2 separate regions of the Rattus norvegicus genome follow, and region 2 is linked to region 1. The links are chromatin contacts, called in public Hi-C maps. All regions are on one chromosome and are shown on one strand. Each heading gives the region's core, a stretch centred on a gene start, on an enhancer-like site or on the middle of the called end of the contact. The rest is flanking DNA. Distances are from core to core; before and after follow the strand shown. Region 1 has its middle 21 kb from the start of Cep85l. Region 2 has its middle 84 kb from the start of Cep85l.

Region 1 (4,738 bases), core at 1,917-4,416:
GCATATTAAAATACCTTACTCATTTTTATCTTGCTCATTGCACCTAGTAGGTATTCAGTAAATATAAAAAACAAAAACAAGGGCTGGAGAGATGGCTCAGCGGTTAAGAGCACCAACTGCTCTTTCAGAGGTCCTGAGTTCAATTTCCAGCAACCACATGGTGGCTCACAACCATCTGTAATGAGATCTGATGCCCTCTTCTGGTGTGTCTGAAGATGGCTAGAGTGTACTCATAGTAAATAAATAAATAAACAAATAAAAAAAATCTTTAAAACAAAACCAAAAACCCCTTACTTGAGTAACTAAAAGAAAGGGTATCTAATTTTGGTAAAGAAAAAGTTTTAAGTCTATCTATCTATCTATCTATCTATCTATCTATCTATCTATGTATCATGACAGAGTCTCACTACAAGGTTTGACTGCCCTTTACTTGCCAAATGCTGGGAGTCAGAGTAGGTGGATCAGCCGTGAAATTAAACCTTTGTCTCCACCATACTAATTAAAATTAGAAATTTTCATTTTACTGAACACAATTGTATGTATTTTAAGCCTGTTGTTGAAAAGATTGAAGGAGATACTCATATAATAATGTTATGAGCTAAGTATGGTGGTCCATGCCTGAAATCACAGCACTTGGGATGCTGAGGCAAAAGGTTAAGGGTTGGCCCCAAGTTTGAGCCCAGTCTGGGCTTTATAGTGATTTCCAGGCCAGCCTGGGCTGCAGGACGAGACCCTGGCTCAACTCTCCCCACCCTGTCCTCAAAGACAACTGTAGGAACAAAACACGGGTTCCCGGTTGTGACCAGCCCCACTGGTCGTGTTAAAGGAGAGCATTCTCCCAACTGACTGGCTTATTTCCATAGACAACCTGAAACATTCGGATGATGCCAACACAGCCTTGAGAAGTGTTGAGATCAGCATGCGCACTGTTGGATAGAACGCACCGAAAAGGAGGAGTGGGCAGTTCATTGTACAGACAGGTTTTGGTTGCAACCGTACTGAGTAACAACCATGCGCCAATTTTAGAAGCTTAGCACGGCAAACATTTTTCTTTCAAGGTGCTGGTCAGTTTTCTATTTTCTCTCCCCATCCTTAAATCAGTGGCTAGCTAGTCAGTAGACTGCAAAAAGCAAAACCAATGAAAAAACACCTTTAAAAAAAGTCTCTTCCTCCAGCAGTCAAGAGGATGGGACATAAGGATGGCTGTACTGTGAAGAGGCCAGCCTGGGCTACATTCTCAGTTCCAGGACAGCCTAGGCGGCAGAGCGAGCTCTTGCCTCAAGAAGTAAAGACAGACAACGACCACCTCTGCTTGTGCCACATCTAGCTTCCATTTACTAAAGCCTCACGGTAAAGTCCTCCATGAAGGTGGTGAGGAGATCATCTGTCTCCAAGCCTTTGATGAATTCCTGACTTGTCAGCAGGGAGAGCGAGGAACTGGAAAGTAGCCAGTGGCCGTATTCACAGTTGTTACTCTTTCCCTAGTCTTCTACTTAGTACAGCTGTGTGTGGTTCAGTGAGGAACAAGTCTGCATTCCACGAATTTACCATTAGGCCCTTGTGTTCTCATGTGAACACAGGAGCACAAGCTTTTGCAAACCTAGAAGAGACAAGCATGTCACTCAGGGTGGCCTCTTGACGCGATGAAGGGACATGGTAAACACAAGACATACGAGGCTGCTGCTGCTGGTGCAATATGATTTAAGTGAACTTTCCATTTTGTTTTATTTTTTGAAATTAAAAGATAATCATACCATTTCTTCCTTTCCTTTTTCTCCTCTAACTCCTCCAACATACCTTTTCTGTCTCAATGTCATGGCCTCTTTTTCTTTAATTACTCTTACATACACACATAGACACACACACTTATATATAAGTAGTATTCAGTAAACTTGAAAAAATATAGCGTTAACATATATATAAATTATATAATTGTTATATATTATATGTATTATATAATTGCATGGTATGTATAATATATAGTACATTTAATAGTATAGCATATAATATATGGTATACAGTATAGAATATAATATTTACAATTATATAGTATATATCATGTATTATATAAAATAGTATAGTTACTATACTATGTTTACTACACTATGTGTAATATATGTGCATGTGTATGTGCGTGTGATGTGCTGTGAGACAAGGATAAAACATATGATGTTAGCAGGACGAACCAGCAGATAGCCGCTCATTGTAAAGCATTATGCACCACTCATAGGGGTTTAGGCTGTGAGCTTACAGTTATCAGAGTGTTGGTTTTGCTTACCCGGGTTCATACAAGCATTAGCGATATCCTGGCTGAAATATGTGACAAGCACCGTGTCAGTGGTCATAAAGAACCATTCCATCCATTTTACCGGATCACCATTCCATGTTTCAGCTACTTCATCTGCTGAAACACTGGTATAACACCCATGGCTGTATTTCATGTGTGTGAAGTTGGCTGTGTCCTCTGGGTGATCCTTTCACTTTTATGGATGAGGAAGTTGGTGTGACACAGGGAGGTGAGGTGATCAAGTCTGTGTACAGCTCTACTGTTCTGAACCAAATTGAACTATGCCGTTCTTCCCTATAGTCTGCCTCTAAGCCTCTACGTGGGATTGGGAGTTTGGTTTCTGTGGAGAGTACAGTCTGTCTCCAGAAATCAAAGCACGGGTCGGCTGCAGGTACAAAGGCCTTTGGTAATTCACCAACAGGAGACTTCAAATTCTGATTTCAAAAGATACTTTTTTCATAGGGACTGCTGAGGTGGGGGAGGGGGATTTCTAACGAATCTGCTTACATCTTCCGGGTTATTATTTTTAAATAGGTAACATTTCCAGATGGAAACATTAGGCTTCTTTCCCAGATGCTTCCCATTGTCCCCAGGTTTCATCTAACAAAGCATTTAATATGAGAAAGGGCCAGGGGGTAGGGAATGGGGAAGGGGGGGGTGGGGTAGGAGGATGGGGTTGGGGGAGGGGCTGGGTACTCGGACTGGGAATGGAAGATTGCCAGAGATCTAAAGCAGACCTCAAGCAGGGCCTGTTGAAGTTGATGTGTTTTTTTGAAGTTCCCATAATCACCAGCGGCTGTGTGTCTGGCTTACTCCTCAAAAGCAGATCTGAGTTGGTAGGAGCGCAGGAAGCAGAGACGTGCTGTGCATGGTTTGCTTTGAGAGAAGGGAACAGCTGTTCCTTTGGGGCTAACAGGGAGGGTATCTTTACCTCCGTTCCTAGATGGTGTTGCTGATAGCTTTTCTCTTTGCTGTTTACCGTTTCAATTCCCTGGGTCAGTTTGACCGGATATTATATTTTTAAGAGACACTTCATAGCGGAGACTATTACTCATGTGCTGTGTAAATTTGCATGTCTCTTTAACGTTTCATGGTTTTATTTCCAGTTTATTTACTTCTGCAAATCTGCTCCCCTAGCCAGAAACTTGACTCCTGAGGATGACATCATCTAGGAGGGATGTCGAGCTGTGCAACAGCAACGGGGTGGTTTTTCTGGGGAATCGATGATCTGACCACACATAATAAGCCAGATAATTAGTGGCCATCCGACACGCAAAACAAAAGGCATTGATTAGCTATACAACGTTAAACTAGAAAAACAGCAACTGATGCAAAATATGTGTTAAAATAATTATTTCCTACCCTCATATTACTGTGTTCTTTTTTATTTTAGCCTCAAACAGATGGTCCCCAAGTTTCTAATTGTGATCTAGTTCTTAACAACAAAAATTCACTGATCTCTACATAATAGTACTTGTGGTAAGAGGTTACTGAGGAAATACATATGTTAAAACACAGCCTCATGATTCAGCAATGTTTATAAAGGCAGACTGAATTCAACAATAACAACAACAACAACACACACACACACAAATCACTCATTTTAAGACTGGATATACATATGGGTGCAAGCCACCATATGCAGGGTACAGGTAAGTGGGTTTGAGGGTACTCTGGGTCCCCTTATAATAGTGTTAAAGCTCCTTCGAGGTCCCAGGCCTACAGGTTGGCATCTAAATTGTCTTTTATCCCTATCCAGTTGAGGAGCTGTTCTATTTAGGGGCATGCTATTCTCCTCTCCTGACAGGCATTATGAATTTCTCCCTAGGTGGCTCAGATGAGATGATCAACAGTGCCCAGCTTCTTAAAGGGGAGATTAGAAGGTTATTTACTTATTTATTTCTTTTTTATGATTTATTTATTTGTGCATATGAGTACACTTTAGTTGTCTTCAGACACACCAGAAGAGGGCACTGGATCCCATTACAGATGGTTGTGAGCCACCATGTGGTTGCTGGGAATTGAACTCAGGACCTCTGGAAGGGCAGTCAGTGCTCTTAACCCCAGAGCCATCTCTCCAGCCCGTACTTATTCATTTCTTATCTACCAATATAATTCCTTGAGGAACTCAGTATTATTGGAAATATTTTGCCTTCTGGAAAAATTACATAAGCTGGGGCTGGTAGAATACTTATCCAGACTTATTCAGCCATTTATTTTGAGGGTCAAATTAGAAAGGGCAGCATTTAATACATGGTATTAAGTGATATTGATCAGCTATTGGTTTCACAGTGTCTTCCCATTTCCAGTTGACTATCATGTCTCCCCCGACGCACAGTGGCTTCTGGCAGGATTAGAGAGGTAAGACTTAGCTCCTCATGCCATTTGTCTGAACCAGCAGCTCTCTGGACCTCAGGTCTTGGTCAACAGAGAAACAAAGTTGCAAAGGGG
Region 2 (4,358 bases), core at 653-3,152, 64 kb before region 1:
CTAAGATACTATGGAGGGAGGAGTAGGTGGAAAGGACAAAGGAGTTGGAGGAGGAAGGGAAAAAAAAAAAAAGACTTTTCCTATTCCCTTACAGAATACCCCGAGAGAATACATGACCACCCTCGGGCTTGTTTTGACCTCAGATGCTATTTTTGTAGTAACTATCATTAGAAAATACTTATTTTTAAAAGGTTGCTTCTGAATAGCAACAAGCTGTTCTTTCGGTTTGGGCCCCCAGACTCATGCTCCTTTTTCGTGCTTCAGAACCTGGCTCCACAGTATTCTAATGGTGAGCGTATTCGTACACGCGAGAATGCTTGCGAGGCTCTGAGGCAGAGGGCAGCAAGCATGGACCTCAGTCTGTGCTTCGTCTCTTCACCGCACAAGAGCTCCTTTGATAGTTTGTGCCCACTCCACCTCCCTTACCTCACATTGGCTCAGCTTTTGTGATCTCTCCCCCGAGCTTTTGGATGCCGGAATTGCTCCCCGTTTTCACCAAAGCTGTTTGCAATCAGTGCCCCCTAATAGTGCTGCCTCTCTGGACCTCTTTGCCTGGTAGCCCCGGAAGATCAGTCATCTCATGGCAAGCACTGGTGTTTCTTTTGTTCCTTGCTGTTTCCACAGCATCTGGATGAAAGCCTGGCATGGGACAGATACTCCGTAGGTCTGGAAGGTTCTTTCCAAGGCTCACTAACAGGTCCACTCCGGGGCAGAGACTTGGCTTTCGGGCTGCCTTATTGCATGGAAGGAGGTGCCTATCTTTTTTTGACTGGATTCTAACATCTTTCTACCCACACAGTCAGCTTTGCAGCTCCCTATTGGGAACCAGAATTCCCCTGCATGTACTTTCTTAGCGTTGGTTCTGGCCTCATTGTCCAGCCTGCAATCTTGTCTCCTCCTCAAACTTAAGAACAGGCATCCAGGATCTGTGAGAATGCTCGGTGGGTAAGGGTGCTTATCACTTGCCATCAGGCCTGGTGACCTGAGTTGGGTCCCTGGGAACCAGATAATAATAGAGAACTGACCTCAGTTGTCCTCAGACCTCCCATCCTGTGGCATGCAGGTGCCACCCCCTCAAAGTAAATAATAAAACAATGTTTAAATATTAAGGAAAAACTTGTCTTTTGAATACAAATCTCACCTTGCCACTACCCTTCCACAGTTCCCTGAAGAAGAAAGGGCAGACCTCTCAGGGTAGCTCTTAGTTCTGTGATTTCTGAGGATTTGCCGTGAGCCAGTCACAACAAATGGTAAAATGGGCAGTGGGGTTGTGAACAGATCATATAATTCTTTTATATGCAAATTAGATATTGAAAGGGAAAGTATTTAGACTTCTGGTGTTTCATAAAACATCCTCAGAAAATTAATTTTTCTGTTTTTTTGCTGTTTTTTTGTTTGTTTGATTAGTTTAGTATTTTTCTTGCTTTCAAGAAATGTAGCTATTGCAAAATTTGAAATATGTACGTGGCTCACTGTCTCTCTGGGGCAGCTCTGTTCTGCACTATTTTCACGGTATAGAGGAGTCGCACTAATGCAGCAGTTTTCAACGTGAGCCAGGACTCCCTTGTGGGTCACATACTAGGAATCCTGCATATCTGATATGTATACTAAGATTCATAACAGTAGCAAAATAATAGTTATGAAGTAACAATGAAATAATTTTATGGTTAGAGGTTACAACATCATGAGGAACTGTATAAAAGAGTTGTAGAATTAGAAAGGTTGAGAAATCCTGCTCTAATGCATTCCATGGTTATATCTACCAGATTCTGTGTTTCATTTTGAATGCTGTAAACAGCAAAGTGCTCGCACCCGTGTGCCCCCCACACACACGGTGGTTCTGTTCCCTGAGCTAATTCCAAAGGTCTGTAAATACCAAACCCCAACCACTAGGAGTCAGGCTTTTCCCCAACAGGAAGTAGAAAAGAATACAGAGAAAAGTCCAGGACATCCCCAACCCCTCCCAGGTGCAGGATTAGAGGGTAAACACACCGGACCTCGGTATAACACTTGCTTCCCAACTAAGGGATTTTTCTAAGTATTCCCTTCGATCGTTCTTGGAGGTTGTCAGTCCTGTTGAATCGGCCCTTCTCCTTAAGGAGGACATAGAAACCAGACATCCGCTTCCTTTCTTTCCTCATAAAGAGGCTTCAGGCTCAAGTGCGTGGTCTACTCAGCCTACGTCACGGCAGTGGCCTCTGCTGCTGGTCCAACAGCCTTGCCAACCTCTCCCGTCACAGCAGTGCTCACTTGAGAGTTTGTAGTGGATGGTGTGAAGATGACAGATGTGGTTTCAGGTTTGCGGTCTCTCTCTTGGTTCTGCTGACGGAGGGCACGAGTGATGCTTGCCTTTGTATCTTGGCTCTGTCTTTCTTTTTCTTTCTTCTTATAAAGCAAGTCCGCTCTCCTATCTCCCCATCCCCTAACCTCATTGACTCTTAAAAGTTTTCAGGGGCTCTTCTCAGAGTTTGTTCCTGAAACTAGGACTGCTTTGCACAGAGCACCAATGTTAAAGTTGTCTTTACTAATGTGTGTCTGTGTTCCTGTCCCTCACGGGCTTATGAGCAACTTCCTAGCAGCAACCCATATTTGCAACACCCATGACTTTAAAGTCTGGATATATGAGTGGGTCGGTGGGTAGTAAATGCCTTTCTAGGATTCCCTATCGTCCTAATACAATGCCTTAAACTATTTTAGGATCAATTATATTGTTTGATTGACCGAAAGATCGGATTCCAAGCTATGCTCATTAGACTAAGCTGCAGACCCAAAATAAGAACCAGATTGTTGAACTTGCTGCCAGTATTTTTATAACAATACCCCCATATTTGAATTAAATCTGGGTCCAGCTTAGAGGTAGACCCAGACAAACAAGCCAGATTGGGAACATGGTCAACTTCCAGAGCTCCAGCAGGGCAAACATCCTATCAGCCAAGAGTCTCCTCCTCACAGATGACAATTAAACATTTATTCATTAAAACCAAATCCATTATTAGTAGCTTGCATTTACTATTGGTATACCGATAAAGCATAATGCATTGAGACCTAGGGATTCCTTATCACTGTAAATCTGGTGGATTTTTTTTGGGGGGAGGGGCTGGTTTGTTTTCACCGAGTGATAAAGTTCCCTGAAAGCATTTATTCATTTGAAAAGGAACCCCCTGCTACTCTGCTGGGCAATGCTAAGAACCAGATGAAGTATGTCCTGAGTTTGTAAACCAGAAATCATCGTAAAATTGCAGGTTCTATAATTATAATTCACACTGCTTCTTAGTGCCTCCTGTGATTTAGAAGGAATCTGTGGAACAGATTATATAACTGTACGGAAACATTGGCAAATTCAATTAGGTTTTATCTTCCTTGGTATTTGTTCACGTAATTGTTAGCCTGTATCCACCTCAAAAAATGATCTTTACGCAGGGAAACTTCAGAACACGTGAGTAGGAAACAACCTCTCCCTCCATGCAAGTTCAAATATTTCTTTTGTTATTTTGCTGGTCTTGACCTGGTCCCTTGAATAAGCCTGGAATTTTTGTGGTTAATTTTTTTCCTTTGGACAGGATCTCACTACGTAGCCAGTCAAACTAACCTCAAACCTGTCCTTCCTGGGAGCTTCCCCTTCGCCTTCCGGAGTGTTGAGATTCTAGGCACGATACTATGCCTTGTTTCTTTATGAATAGAATATTGACCTGAAGAGAAGTTGAACCTGTATATGCCTACATATGTGTGCATGCTTATGGGAGGTAGAGATTGACATTCAGGATCTTCCTTAATTAATACCCCCCACCTCTATTTTTTTTTTGAGAAGGCTCTCTCTCTCGTTGAATCTGAAGTTCATCAGCTAGACTGGGTGGCCAGTGAGCTCCAAGCATCCTCTTCCCTCTCGCATCACCAGTGCCAGAGTTCTAATAGTGCACTGCTGAGCCTGGCACTTTACATGGGTGTTGGAGATCCGAACTCAGGTCCTCATGCTTGCATAGTGGTACTTTGCTCAGTAAACCCTCTCCCAAGGCCTGTGATAGGAAATCCTTCTCCTGTTACCGTCTAGTGTGTACTTGGGCATAGACCTATCCGTGCGTGTATATGTGTTGGGCTGATCACCACATCACTGGGAGCTGCGCTTCTGCATTTCCAAGTCAACACTGTCTCCTCTCATGCCTGTTGTGTTTATTTCTAGATAATACCTTGAAGTAGTGTCTTAGTGTTGTGGTAGTTATTAAATAAAGGTTTCTTTTAACCTGAGCTAGTGCCGACACTTTTGGGCCACATGGCATCTGCGGGCTATTTTTATCTTAGTGGCAGCGGGTTCTAGTGTGGTATTATGCCACATTACCTCTAGCTATCCTCTAGCCGGGACA

The links. Hi-C and Micro-C count contacts between places; a contact is called where the count stands out from the background.
Region 2: a Hi-C map of psoas muscle shows a contact between it and region 1, with 2.0 times the contacts expected there. The contact joins two enhancer-like sites. A contact is called at or near these places in 2 of 12 Hi-C or Micro-C datasets (liver and psoas muscle).

What each region holds. Positions count from the first base shown.
Region 1 is chr20:33,241,094-33,245,831 of GRCr8, reverse strand. It overlaps a transcript of Cep85l not described here. Among named protein-coding and RNA genes, the nearest start is that of Cep85l, 21 kb to the right of the region's middle. Within about 2 kb of position 3,166, at least 12 of the 93 cell types and tissues checked have an H3K27ac peak or open chromatin away from gene starts, as enhancers often do.
Region 2 is chr20:33,304,400-33,308,757 of GRCr8, reverse strand. No RefSeq gene overlaps it. Among named protein-coding and RNA genes, the nearest start is that of Cep85l, 84 kb to the right of the region's middle. Within about 2 kb of position 1,902, at least 2 of the 93 cell types and tissues checked have an H3K27ac peak or open chromatin away from gene starts, as enhancers often do.